Regions from separate parts of the Mus musculus genome. Here regions 1, 2, 3 and 5 are each linked to region 4. Evidence: chromatin contacts called from public HiChIP or PLAC-seq, Micro-C and promoter capture Hi-C data. All regions are on one chromosome and are shown on one strand. Each heading gives the region's core, a stretch centred on a gene start, on an enhancer-like site or on the middle of the called end of the contact. The rest is flanking DNA. Distances are from core to core; before and after follow the strand shown.

The links. Promoter capture Hi-C pulls out the DNA fragments that hold promoters and counts their contacts. A called contact is a pair of places that touch in the nucleus more often than the background predicts. HiChIP or PLAC-seq counts read pairs in DNA pulled down with a chosen protein or histone mark.
Region 1: a contact with region 4 is called in a Micro-C map of embryonic stem cells, with 4 times the contacts expected there. The contact joins the enhancer-like site here to the promoter of Gpat3 in region 4. A contact is called at or near these places in 4 of 39 promoter capture datasets (the 3T3-L1 cell line, liver and neutrophils), 1 of 484 Hi-C or Micro-C datasets (embryonic stem cells), 2 of 115 datasets of contacts at active chromatin or transcription factors (large pre-B cells and stem cell-derived neural progenitor cells) and 1 of 9 other capture datasets (embryonic stem cells).
Region 2: a promoter capture Hi-C map of the SN4741 cell line shows a contact between it and region 4, with 4 times the contacts expected there. The contact joins the enhancer-like site here to the promoter of Gpat3 in region 4. A contact is called at or near these places in 5 of 39 promoter capture datasets (the 3T3-L1 cell line, the SN4741 cell line, hippocampal neurons and 1 more), 2 of 115 datasets of contacts at active chromatin or transcription factors (embryonic stem cells and forebrain) and 1 of 9 other capture datasets (embryonic stem cells).
Region 3: a contact with region 4 is called in a promoter capture Hi-C map of pre-B cells. The contact joins the promoter of Arhgap24 here to the promoter of Gpat3 in region 4. A contact is called at or near these places in 2 of 39 promoter capture datasets (hippocampal neurons and pre-B cells).
Region 5: a contact with region 4 is called in an H3K27ac HiChIP or PLAC-seq map of embryonic stem cells, with 5 times the contacts expected there. The contact joins the promoter of Wdfy3 here to the promoter of Gpat3 in region 4. A contact is called at or near these places in 2 of 39 promoter capture datasets (cranial neural crest and embryonic stem cells), 1 of 484 Hi-C or Micro-C datasets (the G1E-ER4 cell line) and 3 of 115 datasets of contacts at active chromatin or transcription factors (embryonic stem cells, large pre-B cells and pro-B cells).

Annotation. Positions count from the first base shown.
Region 1 is chr5:102,033,827-102,038,488 of GRCm38.p6, reverse strand. The region is part of intron 2 of Wdfy3 (WD repeat and FYVE domain containing 3); the gene reads left to right. Among named protein-coding and RNA genes, the nearest start is that of Wdfy3, 34 kb to the left of the region's middle. Within about 2 kb of position 2,463, at least 7 of the 459 cell types and tissues checked have an H3K27ac peak or open chromatin away from gene starts, as enhancers often do. A contact at or near this core is called in embryonic stem cells, where this site is marked.
Region 2 is chr5:101,869,327-101,873,822 of GRCm38.p6, reverse strand. It overlaps Wdfy3 (WD repeat and FYVE domain containing 3), which reads left to right. Exons shown (of 67, transcript NM_172882.3): 46 at 828-991; 47 at 3,714-3,862. Among named protein-coding and RNA genes, the nearest start is that of Gm20548, 45 kb to the right of the region's middle. Within about 2 kb of position 3,127, at least 11 of the 459 cell types and tissues checked have an H3K27ac peak or open chromatin away from gene starts, as enhancers often do. A contact at or near this core is called in the SN4741 cell line, where this site is marked.
Region 3 is chr5:102,479,686-102,484,227 of GRCm38.p6, reverse strand. It overlaps Arhgap24 (Rho GTPase activating protein 24), which reads right to left and starts at 2,837. Exons shown (of 10, transcript NM_029270.2): 1 at 2,366-2,837.
Region 4 is chr5:100,842,836-100,847,579 of GRCm38.p6, reverse strand. Gpat3 (glycerol-3-phosphate acyltransferase 3) reads right to left here and starts at 1,351. Exons shown (of 13, transcript NM_172715.3): 1 at 1,219-1,351; 2 at 632-925. The coding sequence starts at 772. It overlaps Gm46917 (a long non-coding RNA gene), which reads right to left and starts at 21. Exons shown (of 2, transcript XR_001784903.1): 1 at 1-21. It also overlaps a transcript of Abraxas1 not described here.
Region 5 is chr5:102,066,621-102,071,327 of GRCm38.p6, reverse strand. Wdfy3 (WD repeat and FYVE domain containing 3) reads left to right here and starts at 1,407. Exons shown (of 67, transcript NM_172882.3): 1 at 1,407-1,732.

The sequences.
Region 1 (4,662 bases), core at 1,214-3,713, 1.2 Mb before region 4:
AGGAATTTCATCTAGGGTCATCCCTATAGATTCCTCATATCCTCCTGTCCCAGGCCTCTAGCTAGGTCACCAGAGGTAACCCCCTGCCCTTCCCCCTATTTCCATTCTCACTCCCAATACCTGATCCCCAGCCCTTTTCCCCTCTTCTCCCCCTTTCCTACCCAGTTCCCTCTCTTCATCCACCCCTCATGACTATTTAGTTTCTCCTCTGAGTGAGATTCTTGAATCCTCCCTTGGGATTTCTTTATTATCCAGTTTCTTTGGGTCTGTGCATTGTAGCATGGCTATCCTGTAGTTTATGGCTAATATCTACTTATAAGTGAGTACATACCATAAGTATCTTTGTGGCTCTGGGTTACCTCACTCAGGATAATATTTTCAAGTTCCAGCCATTTGCCTGAAAAAATTCAAGAATCTTTGTTTTTTAATAGCTGAATAGTATTCCATTATGTGGATGTACCACATTTATCCATCTGTGGACTGTTTTACCAGGACCTCTGCTAAAAACACTTGATGTATTAATATGGTTGTGAGATGTCTGTGGCTGCTTAGGGGCCTCCTGAGGGAGCTAATCTTTGGGGGGAAAATGCATCTGTGGGTAAATAAAGAGAAGGGAGAAATTTAGGAGGAGGAAGTCTCCCCAACCTAAACACTTTGACCTAATTTGGTCAGGCATCAGACATGCGCCCAAACTCTTTTTTTTTTCCCCTTTAAATAATAAAAAGGAAGGCTGCTTTTGCTTTAGCAGTGTATGGACACTGGTAACCTCAGCGCTTGGAGGCCACGGTGTGAGGTCAGCCTGGACTACTAGAGAGATCCTGTCAGAAAGAAAAGAAAGAATAAGCACAAACGAGTCCTCATGCGAGCTCTTGGCAATACAAATGATCCAGAGGAGAGAGAGGCATCGAGAAGTCTATGGAACATGAGCTGTCAGTGGGGTGCTTAGTTTTTTTCATGCATTGAAGGAGAAACCTCAGAAAAACTGTCCTAGGCTTGCACGTCAACTGCCCAGGTCCAGGTTCAAGTTCGTGTGAATGCACAGATGGTGTATATGAGAGCAGGCAGCGGGAACAGTCAGAGAAAGGCCGAGTCATATTTATGACTGTTCTGTAATACCATATATACCATATATATACTTGCCTAATAATTTTTAACATCAAAATAAGGACATCTCATTTCTTAGTTCAAGAGATGTCTTTAAGAACCTCACAGGTATAAAATATTCACCTCTACCCCAGTTTTGATTTAAAAGTTAAAACTTAAGGAGCAGAGTTAAGATTTGGCTTAGTTAAAAGCACGTCTTACCTTCTCCGTTCATCGGTGGGTGACCTTGTGTTTGACTGTGCTTGTGTATGTTTATATCTCTTTGAGGGAAAGCTACTGAAGGTTTTCCAGAAAGCGAGAGATCCCACTGGAAAGAATGGGATGCCAGGTGGGGAGAGGACGAGTCTCAGCCACACAGGACAGTGAGTGTCTGTGATGGCAGACTGAGAGGTGGGGAGAGGAGAATTCCTGGGAGCTATGGTTTCGGGTATACAGTAGCACATAACAGAGAGACTGTCTCAGACAAGACAGAGGGCAGCTGCTATCCCTAGGGCTGTCCTCTGCCCTTTGTATGCATGTTGTCACACAGAGACAGACAGACACACACAGACACACATACACAGACACATGCAGATACACATACACACATGCATACACACAGACACAGATATGTGCATACATACACATACATATACACATATGTATACACACACAGAGATACATACATACACATACTGACACACACACACACACACAAACACAAGGATAAGAGAAAAAAAAGAATGCACTGTGCCTGTCTGTGGGGGTCTTCCCACACACTTAGTTTATTTAGAAATGAGTACATTTTCATGTGGGCTTACCTTTATCTTCTGTTTCTTGGATCATGCTTTTCAGTAGTTTTCATTTCTTGCACCTGCTGAAGAATGGCCTGTTCAAACAATGTAGTTTGATAATGTCACATTTATATTGGAAACCCACCCACTTTATCTGAATAGCAGCTAATGGTAATAAAAGCAGTATTATTAGCAGGTAGCACTTACTGTTTCTTTTCTTTCCCATGCACTTCTTCATTTATTCTTCCTGACAAATAGATTCCAGTATTGTTATTCTAATTTTCTGTAGGGAGGCGATGGCTCCGGGGCTCACTCAGCAGCTGCTTGGGAGTCACAGGGAAAACACCTCACTTTCCCCCTTTTTGACCCTAAAAGGGCATAAAGCATTTTGACTGTGTATGTGTTCGAATTTAGCATTTGAAGATGGTCATTAAGATAATAATGACCATCCATAATAGGTCATGGGTTTCAAACGTCTTATTCTGTTGGTGAGAACACTTACAGATTTCTGAGAGGAAACTGTCTGGAGTCAAGTGTTTCATTCATGTCTGCACCGACTCTGGATGGGGTTAAATTCTATCTGGGCAGAGAACCTCCTGTCATGACCCTGAGTCTCCAGCACAGCCGGACCCGGGCGTAGTTTTGGTAGTTAGTGTGTTAGTTCACTCTGTAGGCAGCCAGGCGTTCACATTCACCTTGCTGTGTAGACAGTGCATGTACAAGACAGGCTCTTACTTGGTGGTCCTTGCAGGTTTCACACTTGTGATCCTTCTGTGTGCTGGCATCACTGGCAAGTGCCTCCACACCTGGCTTTGGAGAGTTACTTTGAAAACAATTCTCTTAGTGCCAAATACTACAGGACTCAAGTACAGGAAGTGTGGCGGGGCTGCCAGCACGGGGATGTTTTACGTGTCTGTCCCTTTGTTTCTGTTCCAGCCATGCTTGTACCCTTGGTTTTGTCTCTCCCTGCGGATTGCTCAGCTTTCTTAGCCTGTTCAGAGTCTGAGTGAAGGCCGACTAGACAGTTGCCTCGGTTGTTCTAAAGGATGTCCAGTAGCCGTTCTCAAAGGAGCCCATTTGTTAGGAGAGAGGAGCCACGCCTCGGTTCTGAGGAGTGTCTGGTAGCCATTCTCAGAAGAGTCCAGTTTAGTGTTCATACAAGGAGTTTGCTCTCCGGAGCAGGGCTAGGAATGGAGGATTCTCTATGACGCTGTTGGGAAGACGGTGACTATGTTCCCTGTGGTAACTACAGGGGGAGCCGAGAGACTTGTCCTTGAAGAAAACCTTTGAGGTTTAAGTTCGAAACTGTCTTATAGAGGTAGCTCATTGCAGCTTCATGCCTTTGCGGGCGTTAGGGTTGTGCTAGACTTTACTTCTGTATCTCTTCTGTATGAGTCTGAATGAGGATACATTCTGAATCTCCTCGTGCAAACAGGTGTCGAGCTGCATGGCTACTCCCGTCTTACCTTATAACTCTGTTAAAGACGCAGTGGGCCTCAAACAGCTGAGCTCTGCTTTGTCTGAGGAATACAGCAAAGCCATGTCTAACCTTTGCCATCTTTTCCATGTTGTCTCCAAATTGAACATACAACTCCTTTTTTTTAAGCTTTATTTTATTTTCTCAGACACAGTCTCTCAGTCTGTAGTCTTGGCTATCCTAGAACTCACTCTGTAGGCTAGAGTATCCTTGAACTCACAGAAATTCACCTGTCTCTGCCTCATGAGTGGTCAGATTACAGTTTATTTATTTATTTTAAACATTTGCTCATTCGGTGTGCAGATGTATGCCCAAGCACTGATACCAGGTGGAGGTGGGAGTCACAGGCTAGCCCTCAGGGGTTCACAGGCTAGCCCTCAGGAGTTGCCTCTTTCCTACCACCCTGTGGATTCTGAAGCTTGGGCTCGGGTTATCAGGAGGTAGCAAGTGCCCTCACCTCTGAGCCGTCCTACCTGCCCTGTACTCCTGCCTGCATGCTTTGCACGAGTCCTGGGTCTCAGAACGTGTGGACTTTTGTAAGAATTAGAAAACAACTCACAATATAATTAGTAGACAAGATGTAAGACATTGTAAATAATTCACGTTTTATGAAAACATCATTCAGTCCTCTGACTTCTGGTTTTCCTGGCTGAGACACTCCAGTGAACACGGTAATAATGTATGCGTTAAGGAGAGATATGTGCAGCTCAGCCTCAGATCTTCATCCGGGTGACACACAGTGACCTGGCTCTGTGGTGGAGTCGCTTGCATTTGTTTACAGAAGGGGAAGAGAGAGCAGTCATAATCTAATGTATTCTTCTCACTTTTACCCTGACTCTAATGGTAAGCCATTCTGTGAGTAAGCAGTGAGCCCTTAGCAGGAAGTTCCTTCCACTCTGTGGGGAGCATTGGAAATGGAACCCCGGGGCAGAGCTCAATAGCAGAGTCCCAGGGTCCTAGACACACCACATAGCCATGCCCAGCTCTCTTTCATCTATTGTAATGACCTTTTGAAGATATCTGAGACTAATTCCACATTCCTTATTTGTTTCTTCCTGGAGTCTGCCTAAGGAGAGGAGAAAATATTATCCCTGTCATAGGAGCAGTAAGCCACATGAGATTTTAAAAAAAGTTCCAGGGCCTGGCAGTGGTGGCACACACCTTTAATCCCAGCACTTGGGAGGCAGAGGCAGTCGGATTTCTGAGTTCAAGGCCAGCCTGGTCTACAGAGTGAGTTCCAGGACAGCCAGGACTATACAGAGAAGCGCTGTCTCGAAAACAAAACAAACAAACAAAGACCCAGGAAAT
Region 2 (4,496 bases), core at 1,878-4,377, 1.0 Mb before region 4:
CTCACTGGTTTTTATTTCTTCTATTGCAATTTTTCATGAAGTTATCAAATGATGGGGCAGCAAAGTGTTTCCTTAATCTGCAAATTAATGATCTGTGTTATTTAAAAGAGTTCTATCCCTGTTCCCCATGACCCCGCTGTTTGACCGATTTCATTCATGCATGAAGAATCATATTGCTACTTTGAGGCTTGGCAGGGCCTCCATGAGCCCTCCGCACAAGTTACAATGCACATGCTGTGTGCTGTCGTGTGGGGGGGGGGGGGGAGCAGGGACTCCTCACTTAACAGCCCCTCCCAGATGCTGCTCACCTATAAACCACAGATGCTTGCCACTAACCGCTCAGTGCTCTACTGCTGTCGTCTGAGTTCCCTGAGCAGTCATTTCCACAGTTAGCTTCCCAACAAACCTGAGGGAGACGGAACCCTCATCCCAGTTTTATAATGGAGAGAACTGTGATTCCCAAAGGGCAAATAATGTCTCAGGATCCTGCAGTGTTTAATCCTCAAGCCTGCCTTGCTGACCCCAGACACTGCTGCCCAACTGTGCTCTCTGTGTTCTCTGACTGGAGAAGTATGCTCGCTTCATGGCGGCCACAAAGCCGATAGGACAGGGCTGGGTCTAAATGTTCCCTTCAAGGAAGCATCTCTAAAGTGTTCCCCTCAGAGGTGTTATCTCCTGATGACCTAGTTCTTCCCACTGGGCACCACTCTAAAAGTTCCACCCCTTCCCCGGCACCAGACCCAAGTCCAAAGCTTTAGCATGTGGGCCAACTCTGAAACTAAACTGTCCCCACATGGCCCCACCCCACCCTCGTCTCTGTATTCTAGGCCTTGTGAAGCCTCCCCTGAAGCGCTCTCGGTCTGCACCTGATGGAGGAGATGAGGAGACCCAGGAGCAGCTCCAAGACCAGATTGCTGAGAGCGGCTCCATAGAGGAGGAGGAGAAAACAGACAACGCAACCTTGCTGCGCCTGCTGGAAGAGGGAGAGAAGGTACTGCCCCTGGGGACAGAGTGTCCCAAGACAGGGTGGAGGAGGGAGGGGAGGATGGAGTGTGCTTAGCGTCCCAAGACAAGGCACAAGACAGCCGCATAAGCAAGTGTTTTGTCCTATTTGCACTCAACAGTGCAAAGTTTCATCAGAAATGGGGTTCACAACTGAGTCCTAATTCTCTCTCTGTGTCTGTTGTTAGACCACACCTCCCTTTAGGGTCCTAATCAGGTCTATGGGGGTAGGCCATCCAGCTGTCTGAGCCAGGTGCTCTTTCCCTCTATCTCCATAAACTGCAGCTGATCAGGGCTCTCACCTCCAGCTCATATTTAACCCTGATCTCACTCACTCACTCACTCACTCCCTCCCTCCCTCCCTCACAGGAAGCTATCTCCCGTGCCTCCCTGCTCTGCCCACTTCTAAGCCTAAGCACCTGCTTCCATGCTGGCTCTCATTGCACCCCCCCACCCCCATGCTGTTAGCTCTGACCGTTGGTCATACTGTTTCTTCTGACAATCCCCCCACCATGTCCCAGCACTGGTGAAACCTCTAGTGATTGCTGCGTCCATAAGTCTTGAAGTCTGTAGCCCCATTAGGGCTGTCTCCTTGGCCTGCTCAGCCTTGCTCAGACGCCCTCCCTCAGTGCTTGTGGCCTGCTCAGTGGGCATCCTAGAATGTTCGCCTGTCATGACTGTTTGTCCGAGTCCCCTTTCCTCTCGATGCTGTGCTTGCAGTCAGGCGCTGATTGTTGTTCATGTCCCCATCTTACACAGCCCAGTCCTACAATAGACACATAGACCTTGGCGTGGTAGTTAGCTGCAGGAGGGAAGGAAGGTAAGGTGGTTACTGTGTCATGAATTTGAATATCACCCATCTCAAAAGGCTGTTCTTACTTTTTTGCCTGTGGTATTAATCCCTGAGATCTATCCTACCTCAAGAAGTTGTAATAAGAAGCCAGTGTGTTATTAAAACAATGCTGATTGGAGATGTGCGCTGAATAATTTTGAATGGAATTATAAGGAAGAAAAAAAGAAAAGAAAAGATCATGTAACTATAAAAGTTCATCCATCCAGAAGATAGCTTGAGAGGGAGGCTGTGTGGCCCCGGGATGTTCAGCATCCCCAGATGACAGGGTTCTCACTCCGTGTTTATAGCATCTGAACACTCAGAAGGCCTATGTGCCTATGATGTCAATCTATCTGTTCCCGCCTCCCCTCCCCCTCCCCCCATTTACGTAGCACCAGTTATTTTAAAGTAAGTCAAGAAGCTGAGGGCAGAGCTTGATGGTGGCACAGGTGTCTGACATGCGTGCAGCCTTGGCTTTCAGCCCCAGTGCCATAGGGAAAAGAATTAAACCTCTCTGTGCCTTGGGATGTAGCTCATTTTGTGTAGCTCATTCCTAGCACACAGGAAGCCCTGGGTTCAAATCCCAGCCCCGATTAAATACAGCCACTCAGTGCAAGCATTCTGAAGGTACAGCAGAAGGGTCATTCTAGGCTACCCAGGGATTGGAGGCCAACCTCCAATGAAACTATGCTTCAAAAAGTTAAAATAAATTGTAATATGTGGACCTCCCTACAAACAGCCTGCCCTTTTATTGAAATGACTCAGATGTGCAGTGAAATTGCCTTAATCCCTAGATATTTGAGAAAATGTATTCATGCCTTTATCTTTACATTTTATTTCCGACGACGTATACATCTTTAGGATACAATGTGGTGTTCCTATCTATGCGTAAAAATATTGAGCCTCACCGATAGTGGATAAAAGGTAGTCACTGAAACCCACCGCCCACTGCACATGAAACTTCACACCCTTTGGGAAATGGTCTTCCCTTTCTACCCTTGTCCCCCCAGGCTCCGGTAGCCAGCTTGATATTTTCTGTTCCCTTCTCAAACAGTCACTTGCGTTTGAAAAGCTGGGGAACTAGATTCAAGTGACGTCACTTGATAGCTGTTTGACTCTGATTTAGCCACTGATTTTCCCCCTTTGACTTGTGTTGAAATGAGTCAAACAAGAGGAATGTTTACTAAGAATTACCCTTTTGAAAAGAAAACAGTATTCACATTGAGAGATTCAGTAACCTGCCCTGTGAGGAAACTGAGCATCTGCTCAGCTGGGCTCACCCAGGAGTCAGGGGCTGGGTGGGGAGTGAAGGACGCATTCCACCCTGTGGCTCCTGGGAGGATCATGCAGAGAGGACAGTGACCTCTGGGAGAGACGACAGCCAACAAGTCTAATGTGGTTGCTGTATGCCTTATCTCACTTAGGCCTACGACAAATCCACGGCGTATGCTAGAGACAGAGCAGATGTTCTAAGACACTGAGGCCCCCAACCATCTGCAGAGGCTGTAGCCACAGAGCTTGGAACTTGCCTGGGGCTCCCATTCCTGCAGAACATGTGCAGGGTGTCATCTTGCCTATTCTAATCTTTCTACATGCATGCTTCAAACCTCTGCTCTACCAGACTCTGCCCTCCATGAGAACAGGAGCCTCAGCCAACCTACTTCTCACTTACAGACTCTAGCACAGGTGTGCTGTCGGAGCTAGGGTCCTGGGTAGGGTGCAGGCCCCAGTGGATGATGTGAGTGAATGCTTGCCATCATTACTAAATCATCTACAGGCCGGACATGAACCCGGGTTTAACATGCTTAGCCTCGGGCTTCCTGTAGCAGTAACAAAAGGGAGAAGGTACAGGAAGGGATTCTTGTGACTTTGTTTGTAGATCCAGCACATGTACCGCTGTGCGCGCGTCCAGGGCCTGGACACCAGTGAGGGGCTGCTTCTCTTCGGGAAAGAGCATTTCTATGTGATCGATGGGTTCACCATGACTGCCACCAGGGAAATAAGGGACATTGAAACCTTACCTCCAAAGTAAGTAAATGCGCAAGGGGACACCAAGTAAAGCTGCCTCGAGAGGACAGCCAATGTATTTGCATTGCTCCTTAATCCCAAACGCACGTCCTAAGACATGTCACCTCCCCGTCCGTATGAGCCTCTGACACTGCCATGTCCTAAGTCACCTCCCAGTCTCTCTGTGCCTCGCCTGGGGCAGTGCTGTCCTTTCCACTAAAGAGAAAGTATTCTTCAAATGAAAATTGCATTTTATGTCTTTGTATCATTAGCATTATATACCAAATTATAGTCATGGTTAACCTACTGTTTAGTTAGTTTCTCTCGTGCTGTGATAAACAGCACACCCAGAAAGCAACTTAGGGGGAGAAGGTTAATTTGCCTTCTGTTTTCCCCGACAGAATCCCTCGTTGAGGGAAGTCAGGGCAGAAATTAGAGGAGCACTGCCTATTGGCTCCTCACTCAGCTGGCTTTCTTATACAGCCTACAACCTACCTAGGGGATGGCACCGCCCATGGTGAGCTGGCCCCTCTGACACAATCACTAATCATGAAAATAACCTGCAGATATGCCCAAGGACTGATCTTATGGACGTTTTCACAATTGACTCTAGCTGTGGCAAGTTAATAAAACAACTAACTAACATAGCTATACA
Region 3 (4,542 bases), core at 1,588-4,087, 1.6 Mb before region 4:
GCAATGTGATTAGAGCCTAATAAAGGCTTAAGAGTCTGCTTACCCTCACTCTCCTCTCTCCTCTGCATCCATATGTGACAAGTTGTGTAGCAGAATCTTCCTCCTGGGATCCAGGCTAAGACTACACTCACCTGCCCAGATTAGTTTTACAAAACATTCACCCTTAATAAAAATAATCAAGATGGGCCAGAAAGAAGCAATCAGCCGAACACATGTTGAATTAAAGGGAAACTCGTCTCTTCACCTTTGACCAGAAAATACCAGAGGGAACGGATTCCAGGTAACAGAGAGCACCATAGCCCTGCTCATAGAACAGGAAACTAACATACATAGCCAAGATTTCACAGCACCACTGCCTTTGTGCACCTAGAGAAGCCAACCAGGACGCTAGAAGCCAGGAAGAAAACTCTCCTCAGTGGGCCAGTAGGTCACAGCGGGGGCTCTTATGGGCACTGTTGGTAAACACCACTTAGACTCTGGACCCATAGCAAAGTAATCTCACAGTACACAGCTGCTCATTCCCACCCACCGACTGCCCCGCCCCTCCCCGCCCCCGCCCCCGCCCCCACCTTCCACCCAGGAGAGTTCAGGATTACATGGGAAATGAATCCACCATCCAGGACAGCTCTCAGAGTTTTGGCAGCTATTATCTGAATCAAATGCGGAGGCAAATTTCACTGGAGATATAAGCCAAAACTAGTTTACACTATATTCTTGTCTGGAAAGAAACATCGCTATTTATTTCTACAGTGGTTTTTCAATTTGTTCTGAAAAACTTTATTTTGTCCCACTTACTACTAGGTTAGAAAGATTATTGGATAGCAACCACCCTTGTGTTAAATCCAAAGCCCTCAGATGCTGAAATGAAAATGATGATAGCAATGTTGTGGAAAGTCAAGGGGTCTGAGTTTCTCCTACAGAGAGAATTACAACCCCCCATATCCTGCTAGCTGTACATTACTTCCATGTACCTCAAAACCTCAGCCTGCTCCCTATTCCTTTGAAAAGGTCTGCTACCAAGAACATGCGTTCTCCTCTGTGTGAAAAGATGTTCTTTCTTTTACAGTTATGTTTTGATGGCTTTGCCTTCCACCATGTCTAAGGCAAAAGCTCTGACAACTCCATAAAGGCTCTAGAGAGCAGATAGTGATGTATTTTCTGGAGGGTAGGCACTCAGGAAAAATGAAAAGGTGGTTATGATTAAGTTCTCTTGGAAGGTGAAGTATTCCCAGAGAAGATGAAGTAAGTACTGGGGAATTTAGAGGGAGATTGAGAACCCACAAGCCTCGGGTACCTTTGTATTTGCTTCCTAATGATTCTGCATGTTTTATGATGCCCAGTTCAATACCAACATCACTTCTTGACCTTAAGGGCTAGTTTTGAGCTCTAATTAGAGTCAGGGAACGAACGGATTGAATCTGCCTACCCATCTATCTCGGCAATCCTGTATAGCTTTTAAATACCACTGCAAATGTCCCCAGATTCGAATCAGTTTCTCTTATTTAGTAGTAGACCCAACAAGACAAAACTTTATACTTATGAGTAAGCAAAGCTTTTACACTTTGTATATTTCAGGCACCTCACCTGACTTTCTCATTTCCTTTTTGAAGAATGGGATGAAACAGTGATGTTTTGGAAGCTAAACGGGACTAATCTGTAATATGGTGAGTAAAGGGACAAAAACAAACACACTAGGGAGAGACTTACTCAGATGAGTTGGAACAGATTACAGTGGAGCCAGGAGCTGGGTCACTAGCCCATATTAGACAGCCTAGCATCTCAAAGGCATTCCGCCTAATAATCTCTCTTTGAGGACTTTCACAAGAAATACTGCTAAAGTTATCTTTAATAAGAATGTACTGCCTGCTTCTCTTTTAAAGTAGGTGGATACCTCCTCAAAATACTACTCCTTCAAGAAGTCTAAACCCATCTGTGTGTCTTAAAATCCACCGAAGATTACCACTTTCCGGTACAATAGTAACACAATATATACTGAAATCTACCTCCACACGCCAGTTGTCTAGGCAACTCTGAAACTAGCTAAAACATCAGCAGATGAAAGGAGAAGGTAGACGGCGGGAGTAGAGACTGTATCAGTTGCATTTGTTTTGTAAGTCAGAAACACAAGATGCCTGCTTGTTGTGTTTTACACGCAAGCGAGTGCTCTCGCGCGCGCGCGCACGCGCACACACACACACACACACACACACACACACACACACTGAACCAGTATGGTCCCAGCGTTGCTCCTGGCTCACAGCAGTTACCTCCCTATAGCCTGAAGCTGCTATCCACCCACCCTCCGGGTGGTTTCTCCCCCCCTCCCCCCAAGCCCCAGCTCCACAGCAGCAATCAAATCACCTACCCTGCCAGGGATGCCGGACCTACAAGGGATGGCTGGCGGCTGCTCCGATGTCCAGGCTCCTAGGACTGGCCTAAAGATGAGTTCCAGTCGGCAGGGTGCCCTTTACTTCCCAGGGCGAGCGCAGAACCCCATTCGCCAGGCCTGCGTGCTGCTCTCAGAGGAAGCCCGGGCAGCCCCAGAGCCACAGCTGCATGGAAAGTTGGGGGGGACTCCCCCAGCAGTCGCTGTCTCGCTCTAGTTCTGTCCCCTCTGCAGCCTGGGCGGCCCCGCGGCCCCGTGATTCCCTTCCGAGTCCCACCGGCTTTCTCTCACCCGGGCTGAATTGCCACATGCACTTGAGAAATCCTAGCAGTTGCGCAAAGAGTCAAGAAGTTAGAAAGAGTGATTGTGTGTGAATGTGTAAATATACAGTACAAGAGGCTGGAACAACTGAGTGGGGCCAGCCCGCAGACGCAGCCGGGTTTCGGGTTTCAGTTGGCAGCTGGCGGCTTCAGAGGACCCAAGCAGCACTGGTGGGGTGGCGGGAGCCCCGCCCTGCACGCCAGCCTCACCTCCAGAGCAATGCTGGGCGGGCGCCCCATCAGACACCACTGCCTGGGCCCTCTGCAGTTGGCTGCGTTCATTTCAGCCCAAATGCAGCATGAGGGCATGCTGCTCACAGATCTGTGGCTATGGGTGAGAGAATGTAAGGAACCCAAAGCCCCCACTCTTGTGTTCCTTCAGCAAGCCTCACACACTGGTTATGCGCGCCCTGCCACCATCTCTGCCAAATCTTATTTCTCCAGCTTAAGCTTTATTCCTAAAAACGTATTTAGATGAGTGTGCTCTAGTCAGGCATTTCGAGAGATGTTAAGTGTAATAAACCGTCTTGACATGCTTTTAGAGTTCTCAGAGCAAGGTGGCAAATATATTCCTGATATAGACTGCCCCAGCCCCCAGCCCCCAGCCCCCAGCCCTCCCCACTCCCACCCACTGAGCGCTTACTGTTCTAGGTGTTTGGCACTCTTAGGTTTCCTAAAGCCTGGTGTTTTGGATTTTGTCCTTTGGGATGTCCAGGCACATGCTCAGGCTGACGAGCATACAAGCCTGGATGGGCACGAATAGGTATTTTGCTTTTGTTGCCGTCAGGTTTCCGGGGCGGGGGTAGGGATGAGTCTGCTCCATCCCAGGCCGAGGTCCCACTAGAAAATTGATTTTTCTGGCAGGAGACACCTCAGCCCTTTAATGAATGAAATTAAGTTCGGGGGGGGGGGGAATAAGCTCTTTTGCCTGATCCTTTAAAATGTGTGTAGAACCCCTAGCCAGAAGCCATGTGGCCTGTGTTTCTAATTGGTGGGATAGATGACCTTCAGCGGCTCACAAGGCCTTGCATGTTGTAATGGCGGACTGTTAACACTGTCAAGTGACAGCCTGTGGGCAGTTCTAAATGAGAACTGCAAAACAATGAGATTAACCAAAATGAAATCTGCACACATTCCATGCCCTGAGAGCCCCTGGAAGACAAGTGTCAGTAGGTATGATTCAAGACTGTGACATTTCAAAAAGGCAAGACTGCTATTAGGTTGGGAGCCTACTTTCTGGTTATAACAAATGTTACCACAGCAATTCAGACCCAAGGTGACACAAATTAAACTCAGGGAGGCTGCCCGGCAGATCCCAGGCTGAGAGATTAAGATACATCCCATCCTTGTGTCCAAGGCCTTTGGCCTTCACACCTCTGTCTCCATCGTTTCCACTTGACACCATCTCACCAGCCAGTGTGATGTATGGGGTTCTTAGGCTAGAGAGAACACAGAAAGAGAAAGGGGAGGGTTGTCATGGAGACGGCAGATGAGGTAAAGGAAGAGTTCCATCTGCTAAGAAGGACCACAGACCCTTCTACAGCCAAGTACACTAGTGTATAACTAACAACGCTGGTGCTGCACTGAAGCCTGCTGGGATTGACATAAAAATCTGTGACTAGGGAATGTAACACTTGCTGCTTCCTGGATTCTGATTGCACCACTCACCCCCGGAGAGGATTAAGTATGTTTGGGACGCTGCTTTCCTGTGCCCAGTAACAACTTTAAAGAAGAGATAAATCCTGGAACCAGCGGGCAGACATTTGATTCTCACCAGAGGTGGTGGCTTCTGAGAAGTGATGTCTCTCCTTCAGCTCTGGGGAGTCTGCAGAGGGT
Region 4 (4,744 bases), core at 102-2,601:
CTCGGGAGGCAGAGAGGCAGGCAGATTTCTGAGTTCGAGACCAGCCTGGTCTACAGAGTGAGTTCCAGGACAACCAGGGCTACACAGAGAAACCCTGTCCAGAAAAACCAAAAAAAAAAAAAAAAAAAAAAAAAAAAAAAAAAAAAATCAGATTCTTCTCTGCCACCCAGCCATTTGGTGTCTTATATTGGGCACCAAGTGGAACAGGATGCCTCTGTAGTCACAAAAGGACCTCTGAAACCTGGGGCTGTAAAAACTCAAGAGTGAAGTGACAGCCCGAGAGGCATAGTGGGTAATAAACCTGCTGATACAGCAAACGGCTGTCCTGGGGTTAATCTAGTAAGAAAAAAAAAAAAAAAAAAAAAAAAATAGTAGTGAAGAAGAAATACAGATAGAGGGATTCTTGTGAGGTGGGCTACTGTTCTTGACTGGTATCAGGCTGTCTTTCTCACTACAGCAGACCAGAAACTGAAATATTCTCTCGGGTCCCCGTTCCATCTCCACCCCGACCTCCCACCACTGACTGACCCCCTTGCCCAAATTGCTTTCACAGTTCAAAGCTCAACCCCTGCCACTCCAAGATCCGAAGTCCTCAGAGCAGCGGGAGCTCCACATCCTTTCCTGCACTCACCTCCAAGGTTTTCACCAGGATCTTCATGTAGATCTCCGAGATACCCAGGGATAATCCGAAGGCCGAGGGTAAAAGGATGAGGCCGCCCACCAGCGTCAGCCAGGTGGACAGGAGCTTCACCGCCAGGTCTGCGCCCTCCATGTCTCAGCACGCCCTCAGGAAGAGGTCCCCAGGAAAGCCGAGAGCGGTAGGTGTCAGAGTCCCAGGCAGTCCAGCCGCAGTTCGGAAAACACAGCGTCCAGCCCGGAGCCGGGCTCTGAGGAGTCTTTGCCGCCCGCCTCGTTCCCTTCAGCTCTGCGGAGCGAAGAGGAAAGGGAAGGCGAGAACTCTCAGAACTACTGCGATCTCCTTGCTTCCTCCCCTTGGGTCCCGGTTGGCCCCGCAAGCTCACTCTCTACTGGAGGCCCAGGCCAAGCTGTAGCCACGGCAGCCGGCTCAGACCTGAGTGTCTCTGGCGAGAAGACCCAGCTGGGTGACCTACGGGACACCCTAGTGCAGTCAGAGTGCATGGAGGCAGCCAGGAACGCGCCCCACCCCGGGCCTGATTTCCTCCGGGTAACGATTGCGACAACCCCGCGGTGACTCACCGAGGCCCTCCGGCAGCGAGGATCCCCGCAGGTTCCCTGCACCTCGGCGTGGGCTGCGGGCTATGCGGGTAGCCAGTGGCTTTCGGGCGCCGGGCTCCCTTTTTCTACACTCTACCCTTGCCCCACCCCCATCGCCACCCAACAGGGAGCTCCGGGGCATGACCGCGTCTCCCGGGCGCTGCTGCCTAGAGAGCCGCCGCCCTCCGCCCCGCCCCCCCGCACTCCCAGCAAAGGTTCTTTCGGTAGCAGACTTTCCATCTTCACCCACAGAACGGACCGCTGACGTCCCCGATCGCTGCGGAAGATCTTGTTTGTGAGCCTGCAACACGACCTCCTGGGAAGGGCTTTCGGGAGGAGGAAACTACTGAACAAGGGTGAGGCAGTCGCGCACCGTGGCTCGTGGCTCTCTCTTACCTCCTTCCTAGCTGCAGTCAGGGAAAGAAAGCTCGCCCGCTTTCTCTCTCTCCACAAGTCGCCTTAGCCACTCTGCCACCACCTCTCTAGCCACAAAATAGACCCAGAAATTCCAAGCGGTTGTGTCGCAGAAGACTGGAATTCCAGCACTTACGCTCGGGAATCTGCGACTGGAGAATTCCGAGGAGATGGGTCTGGGCTGTTTTGAGTTCCAACAGTCAGCTTAAGACTAAATAGGTAGATCCTTTATAGACCTTGCTTTAAAAGGGCAGGCGGACCGGTGAGCGGGCGAGGGGGAGGGGAGGACAGGACACCCTAGAGGCTGTTTGTCACTCCCCTCCCTGGAGGAGATTCCAGTCTAAGCTTCCCTAGCATCCGCCTACACCGACTGCAGAAAACGCTGCGCAAATACTAACCTTCACCTAACTGGCTAAGAGTTTCTCAGGGGTCCACGTCCCACGCCGCTGTGATGAACGGCCTTACTAGAACGAAGAAGGGAAAATCCTGCACGCGTATTCCACTGCAGGACAACCAGTTTTAACAATAAGCGTGAGAAAAGATATTGAGAGCAGCAGTTTGCAAAGCGACTGACTAGGATCCAAACCATCACCGAGTCGGCCCTCAATTCTTAGAAGGACCAAACTCTTACTGTTGACAGTCGGGAGTCAGTTTGGGAGCTGGAAAAAGTGAGAGAGCTAGCAAAATGAACTGAAAGTATTTACAGCAAATATTGCAGAGAAAGCTGCCCTCACCTCCAGAAGGGGTGGAGGAAGAAGGAAGCCGGCCTTAAAGACTGTACAAGTTTGTTCTCTGAGCCTCCTGCCAGGTAGGTGTAAGACACTTTTCCCACTAAGAAGGGGGAAGGGGAGGACAATGAAGTTATGAAGGAAACGGAGCTTACTCTCAAAACAGCTTCTGGGGTCATTGAGGTGGCTCATCAACAAAGTTGCCTGATGCCAGTCAGCTAGGATGACCCGTCAATCTTTGGACACCACCACTACCCCCCCCCCCCCCCCCCGTATAAGGGGAGAACCAATTTATCTCCTGCCCACCTGTGCTCGGTGGCATGCCTCCCCACACACACAAAATAAATAAAACGTAACAAAAATTATTTTTTGAAAAGCATCTACCAGGCATTATGTGGAAAACCTGTAACCCCAGCGCTTAAGAAATAGAAACAAGAGGATCAGGAGTTCAAGTCCAGCATGGGCTTTCTTAGACACCATCTAAAAATCAAATAAACCTCTATGTATGTGCAGAAGGAAACTGGAAGCTGGCCAACATATCTCTGAGCGCATGTGTGGTTTATATAGTTAGGCCACAAGCTAGGGTTTATTAGCTCAGTTAATGTTCCAATAAAATATTTAACCTCTATTATTCCCTCCAGCTGAAGTGACTAAGGGCTGCTCCCTTGTTCACCCTGCAGAGGAAACAAACAGGAGGCCCCCTGTTTCTGCTCAGCACACAAACACCCCAGTGCCCAGGAAGGCTTGTTGTTCATAATCAAAGGTGTGAACGCTTTGGTTTGGGGCTTTGTTTAGGAATGTCTTACCCACCCCCACACACCCCAGCAATGTCACAAAGCCTCCTAAAAGACACAGGCTCACCTTGGCAACCTTAGAAAAGCAGAGGTTCAGCACTTTACCTCCTCAGAAACCCCTTCCTGCAGTGAGGACTCCCCTGCCTTAACAGATCACACTTGGAGCTTCCACCTTTATGGAAGCCAGAAGTCTGAAACTAAGATGCTGTAATACATAGTCAGGCTGCCCGCAAGAGCTCTAGGGAGAATCCTTCCTCTTCCAGCTGCTGATGTTCCAAGAGTTCTGTGGTTTCTGTGACTCTAGTCTCTGTCCCTGTTCACATACTGGGCATCTTTCTAGTATTTGAATGAACTCAAGGAACAGATAGGAATCTGTCTGGTGTGGTTCTGTTACTTAAGTCTTTTATTCTGGGACAGACTGTGAGACCTCAGGGTGGGGTGGACGACAGTTGTGGATTCAGTTCTGCAGTCTGACTTTAATACAGATAGATAGAGTTCCAGAGAGGCTCTTCCTACACGTGCAGTACTTTGGGTCAGATGTTCAACTGAAGGATAAGAGCTCCATTTTTTTTGTTTTTTGTTTTTGTTGTTGTTGTTTTTGAGACAGGGTTTCTCTGCACAGTCCAGCTGTCCTGGAACTCACTCTGTAGACCAGGCTGGTCTTGAACTCAGAAATCCACCTGCCTCTGCCTCCCAAGTGCTGGGATTACAGGTGTGCGCCACCACTGCCCGTTTTTTTTTTTTCCCCACTTTTGGGTTTGTTTGTTCGTTTGTTTGTTTGTTTTCCCTAAGCCCAATGACAGACAGTAGTCCACCCTATGTGTTCCATGGCAGGGAGGGGTAGTCAGATGTAGCAGATATGGAAACAAGTCTATATATCTAGTCCCTGCCTAGGAAGAGGAGGGAGGGAAGGAAGGGAGGGAAGAGGGGAGGCAGCCTGAGAATGCTCCTTACTAGGAGAGCTCATGCGCAAGGCCCTGGGTTCAAATAAAATCACATAGCAGCGCTCTTCCTGGTTGGTTGGTTGGTTGGTTGGTTGTTGCAATACTAACAACACCAAGGCCTTGCACATGCTAAGCCAAGGCTCTATCATGAGCTGTAGCCCTAAGATTAGAGAGGAAAAGAAAAGTCACTTTTTATCCTCTCTCTCTCTCTCTCTCTTTCTCTCATTGGTCTTTTCTTGTTTGCTTTGAGATTTGTCTTTTTATTTTGTTTTGTTTTTAGACAGGGGCTGTCTATAGCTCTGACTGTCCTGGAAATTGCTATGTATATCAGGCTTTCCTTGAACACAGAGATCAACTTACCTCTGCCTTCAGAGGCTTGGGATTAAAGGCATTCACCATCACACTCAGTTCCTAAGGTTTTTGTTGTTGTTGTTTGTGGGAAGCCACATGTGCCGTTGCAGGGTGGTGCTGGCTACCTCTGGCCACCACACATACATAGGCAGTAAAGTTTTTTGCCAAGATGAGGTTTTGAGAATTAACCAATCAAATGAGAGACATATTAACCAATCAGATGAGAGACATGTTAACCAATCAGATGTGAGACATGCAAATGAGGTAGTAAGCATAA
Region 5 (4,707 bases), core at 158-2,657, 1.2 Mb before region 4:
AAGGAATTCTATAGATGGCACAGACTGAGTTAAAACAGTTGAATGGCCAGTATCTTTACAGGTTACTTTGTGAGCCTTAGAGGCAAAGCATCGGATTTCTGTTCCCCCTTAGATGATCTGGTTATAAAAGTAGGTTTTTTTAAAAGGGGTTGTTCTGACCTACTCTTTCAGAATTGAGTAACATTTACATTTTTATTCTGTAGCCTGCCCCTGGTCTCTTCCCTTCCCTGACTGTCTCCCTGGCCTCCAACTCTGGACAATTCTTCTATCCTCCTGAGGGACCCCCCAACCTCATCCAACAGCAGCCCCACCCAGCACAGGCCTTACAGGCATGGCTCTCCACACCTGGGGAAAGGTGCTTTGTCCTGCCAGCGGGTGCCTGGGAACAGCAGGAACAGGGGCCCCCACACGGAACAGCTGCTGAATCTTGTAGCAAACAGTGGAGTAAATCGGTACAACTGGATCCAATTCCAAACACAAACTGGCTTAAAAAAAGGAAACAGCAAGTCCAAATTACTTCGGCTTTTTTTTTTTTTTTTTCTTTTTTAGAGGAAATCCTAAAACTGCTGTAGATTGCAGTGTTGGGAAAACAAGCTCGTGTTTCCAGTTTCTGTACCACTACTTCCCCACTCTGAGCTGTTCAACTCAAGGAGTTCAAGCATTCATGCTGACTCAGTTTTGTCCCCACCGTCAGAACAGAAGTATGACCCAAACGGTACGCTGGGCGGACTAGGAACAGAGACAAGCTGATGTCCGCTTGGCTGTTTCAAGTTTACCAATCCATACTCATTTAGTGCAAACATTGTGTTGGTCAGGTCTATGGAGGTACAAAGAATGACCTTTCCAGAAAGGGCAAACCTAAAATCTCAGCAGAAGGTCTCAAGGTCACTGACCCAGGACAACCCTGGAGACTGGAAACTCCTGGGTCCTGATCCGCACCGGAGGAGGTGGGGGTTCGAGGCCGCGTAGTGAAAGAGCTAGCGTGGGCAGTTCTTTTGTACTCCAGCTGGAGTAAAATGAACGCAGGCTCGCGTGTTTTCATCGCTGGTGACAGCATCCAGCAATGGGAGTAGGGCTCAGGGGCGCGCAGCGGTGCTTTCTCAGCAGGGTCCCCCGAGAAGCCGGAGGAGGGGGTGAGCGCTGCGCCAGAGGACCCGGGAGCCCGGAGGCGAGGGCAGGGGGCGCGGGGCGCGGGGCGCGGACTGGGCTGCGCGCCTGTCCAGGGTGCCGGCAAGCAGGAGCCGCGGCGAGGGAAGGAAGTAGGAAAGAGGAAGGAAAGGCGGGAGGGGCCGGCCGCGCGGCTGCAGTTTCTGCGGCCGGCCTGGTAGGAGGAGCGGGAGGAGCGGGAGGAGGATCCCGAGCCGTCCGTCAGCGGGCGCGGGAGGTGGGGAGAGCGGGAGGAGGAGGAGGATTAAAGATGGCCACCAGCAGCTGCGGGAGACGGCCACCAGCCCTCACTTTCCGGGATGTTCCCCGCGGCCCGGCCCGGCCTTGATGGAGAGGAGCAGCCCGTGCAGTGCCGAGGCTGAGGCGGCGGCGGGGACCCGGCGAGGGAGAAGACGCGGCGGAGCAGGGACCCAGGCGGGAGAAGGGAGCGGCGGCGGCGTCGCTGCCCTGGCTGCCTAGCACGGCTGCCGCCCCGGCCCCGCAGCTCGCGGACTGCAGCGGGCGCTCGGCCCCGGCCCGGCCTGGGGGGACTCCCGGGCCCCACGCCTGGGCCCGCGCGTCCGCGGTGAGTGCTGCCTGCCCGCTCGCCGGCTCGCCCGCGGCGCGCTTTGTTCCTGCGGGGCGGAGGCGCTGTCCGCGCGGGGACAGGCCGCGGCCCAGCCGCTCCCCCACCCGCGTCCTCCTCCGGGCCTGGAGAGGGCGCCGTCGGCGGCTGGTCCCAGGCGGCCGGCGGAGGGGCGTGCGGGGGCCTCGGGGATGGGGAGGCGGGGGCAAGGCGACCGCAGGTCCGGGAGGGCGGGGGCGTAACCCGGCGGCGCCCGGGGTAGGTGGGGGTCATGCCGGTCCCCTCGGGAGGACCCTCCCGGTGCCCATTCCCGGACCCCCCAGCCCCCACCCGCGCGCGCCCGGGCGCAGCGGAGCGCGGCCTCCATCCCTCGGGCGCCGTCTCCAGGGCCGCGGGCCTCTCCTGGCTCATCCCTCTACGCTCTGAGCTGCAAACCCTTCCCTGTGGAAGGGACCTGGGATGCTTCTGTCCTGCATCGGGGATGTGGTGGCATCACCGACATTCGCGGTTATGGCGGGGTTGAAAAGGCAGCGGTGACCTTTCCGACCAGAGCCCTCTGGACCATGGTCGCATCGGAGGTGCTGCGTTCCATTGATTTTTTGACTCTTGAATCGGAGAGACAGATGATGAGTTCTTCCTTTGTAGAAATAATAGGATAGAATCAGATCAAGCAGATGTTTACCGAATGCATGGATTTTCAGTACCTCACCAATGGCTAAGTGTTTTTTCTGTGGGAAAAATGGTGCTTATGCATACGAAAAACTATTTTTGTTCACTAATAGCTATGGGTTGGTCAGTACCAAGTGGTTATTATGGTGTCTGAAAACCCAACAAAAAAAGAAAAACAAAACCCTTGCGTCGAGACAGCAGATTCCAGGCTGGCCTCTATCAAGCAGGTTTAGATCAGTTTTCACTGTCAGGATGTAAAGCAAGTAAAAATAACAAAACAATGAAAAATGTACTTATTTACAGGAAAATGGGATGTGGTATTAGTGTAGAGTCTAGGAGAAAGACTATAGTCTGTTAGTGTATAGATCTAGTCAAAGTAAATCCCTCTTTAAATAAAACTGTCATCATGGGACCCTGCTGTGTAAGAATTAGCTTGATATGCATTTAATGTTTAAAAAAAATCTGTATTTCATTAGGTTTGAGAACTAAAACTTTGAGCAGTTCTGCCTCAAGCAACTAGAAATACAGGTTTTTAAATAGTTTCTCTTTTCCTTAGTTGAAATCTATTCATGTAAAAATATGCTTCTCACAAAAATTTCTCTACAAATGTGCTATGAGTTAAGGAACATGAGGCTTTGAAGTAACTTGGAAAGACATGAAAGAAAGTTAAACCGTAGTGTAATATTCCAGGATCAGATTCTGTACTCTGAGGATGCTGAACTCCACAAGTCTTCACTGTTTACCTCTGGTGTCCTAAATATCACCAAGGTGCTGCATTCAGTGGGGTCTTAGAATTTCTAGAAATTATCCTCAGAATGTAGCCTACATCGGGGCTCCCCCACCCCCATTTGATCTGGAACCACAAAAGATGGTAAACAACTGGGTATCGTAGTTTAAAAAGAGTAAATATCCTACCTGGGTATGGTGACTCATACCTGTTGGCCAGGTACTGGGAGGCTGAGAAGAGCGTGAACGTCTAAGTCTTGTAGATGCAGGCAAGTCTGAGGAAAAAAAATTAGTTTGTGTACTTTCCACCTGTCTCTGTCTAATGCTTGTGATGGAGAGTGTATCAGAGTACCACGGAAAGATGGAGAGGATCCCAGGATAGCATGCATGTAAAGTATTCATCCGTGTATTCTCATTCAGACACGGGGAAGATGCTGATCCCATTGTACAGATGGGGAATTAGGCAACTTTAGGGAAAGTCTAGGACCCAGATTGCCTAAGTTTAGAGCCAGTGATGATCAATGTTTTAGGATACCAATTAGATGTGAAGACCGGAATGGCATGGCATTTTGGAGTCATGGGCTTTCAGTGCAGAGGGCTCAGTGACGGGCTTGCTGGGGTGACCCAGGTATGCACACAGCTCTGCAGCCACACCCCAAAGCTCTTCTCGCTGCATCCCCCTCCCCAACCACCCACCCTCTAGTGTTATTGTTTTCTGTGATTCCAATGGCACAGACCCTTGCGTTTCCATCATGACTGTTGTGTAGAATCTGCTTGTCTGGCGTCTGCTCTGAGTCCCAGCCCCTTCTGCACAGCGGATACTTTTCTCGCCCACAGCACCATTCACAAATTAATGGCCGATTTGGTTTTTTTCAGGTTGGGTTTACTCAGGAATCATCTCCATGTAGTGACGCTTTATCTGAATGTGCAGTTGGGTGGTCTGTCTTACAGACAAGCAGAGGCCATTCATACTTCCCTAGGAAGGCCCTTCATGGCCCTTTGCTTAGTCCTCAGATCCTTGGCAACCATTAATGTCCTCTGTGGAACACCGTCCAGATGCCTCGTGGTGCAGAATGTTGCCTTTTGTGCCTTCGTGCGTTTAGTGTAATGCCTGTGCCATAGAGCAGTGGTATAGCCACGGGCTGGTAAATGGTAACAACTGTGGCAGTTGTTCTAGGGTAACAGTCACCATGGCCTATATTAAGCTTCATTAAACAACATGAGAAAGTTCTGAGAACTCACCCAAGGGCTCTGTATAGCTGGTACCAACCAGCTCCAGCAAGCACTGAGTTTCCTTTTACCGCTATAGCACTAGGACTCTTTAGCATGGTCCTACTTTTTGTCTATTCATGATTGATACAGATTTTGGTTAGTTATGAGTATTATGAGCTATTTTAACCTTCAGCATACAGGTCTGGTTTTCTTGACTCAATATGCAGAGGTGGGACTTTAAGGTCCTATCATGAGCATCAGTGTGCTTTTATCCACCAGACCACTTAGCACGCTTGCCAGCAATGCCGCCGTTCCTGTGTCAGCACCTGTTCTTGTTGGCTAATACTTTAGCCATTTATTGTGTGGCT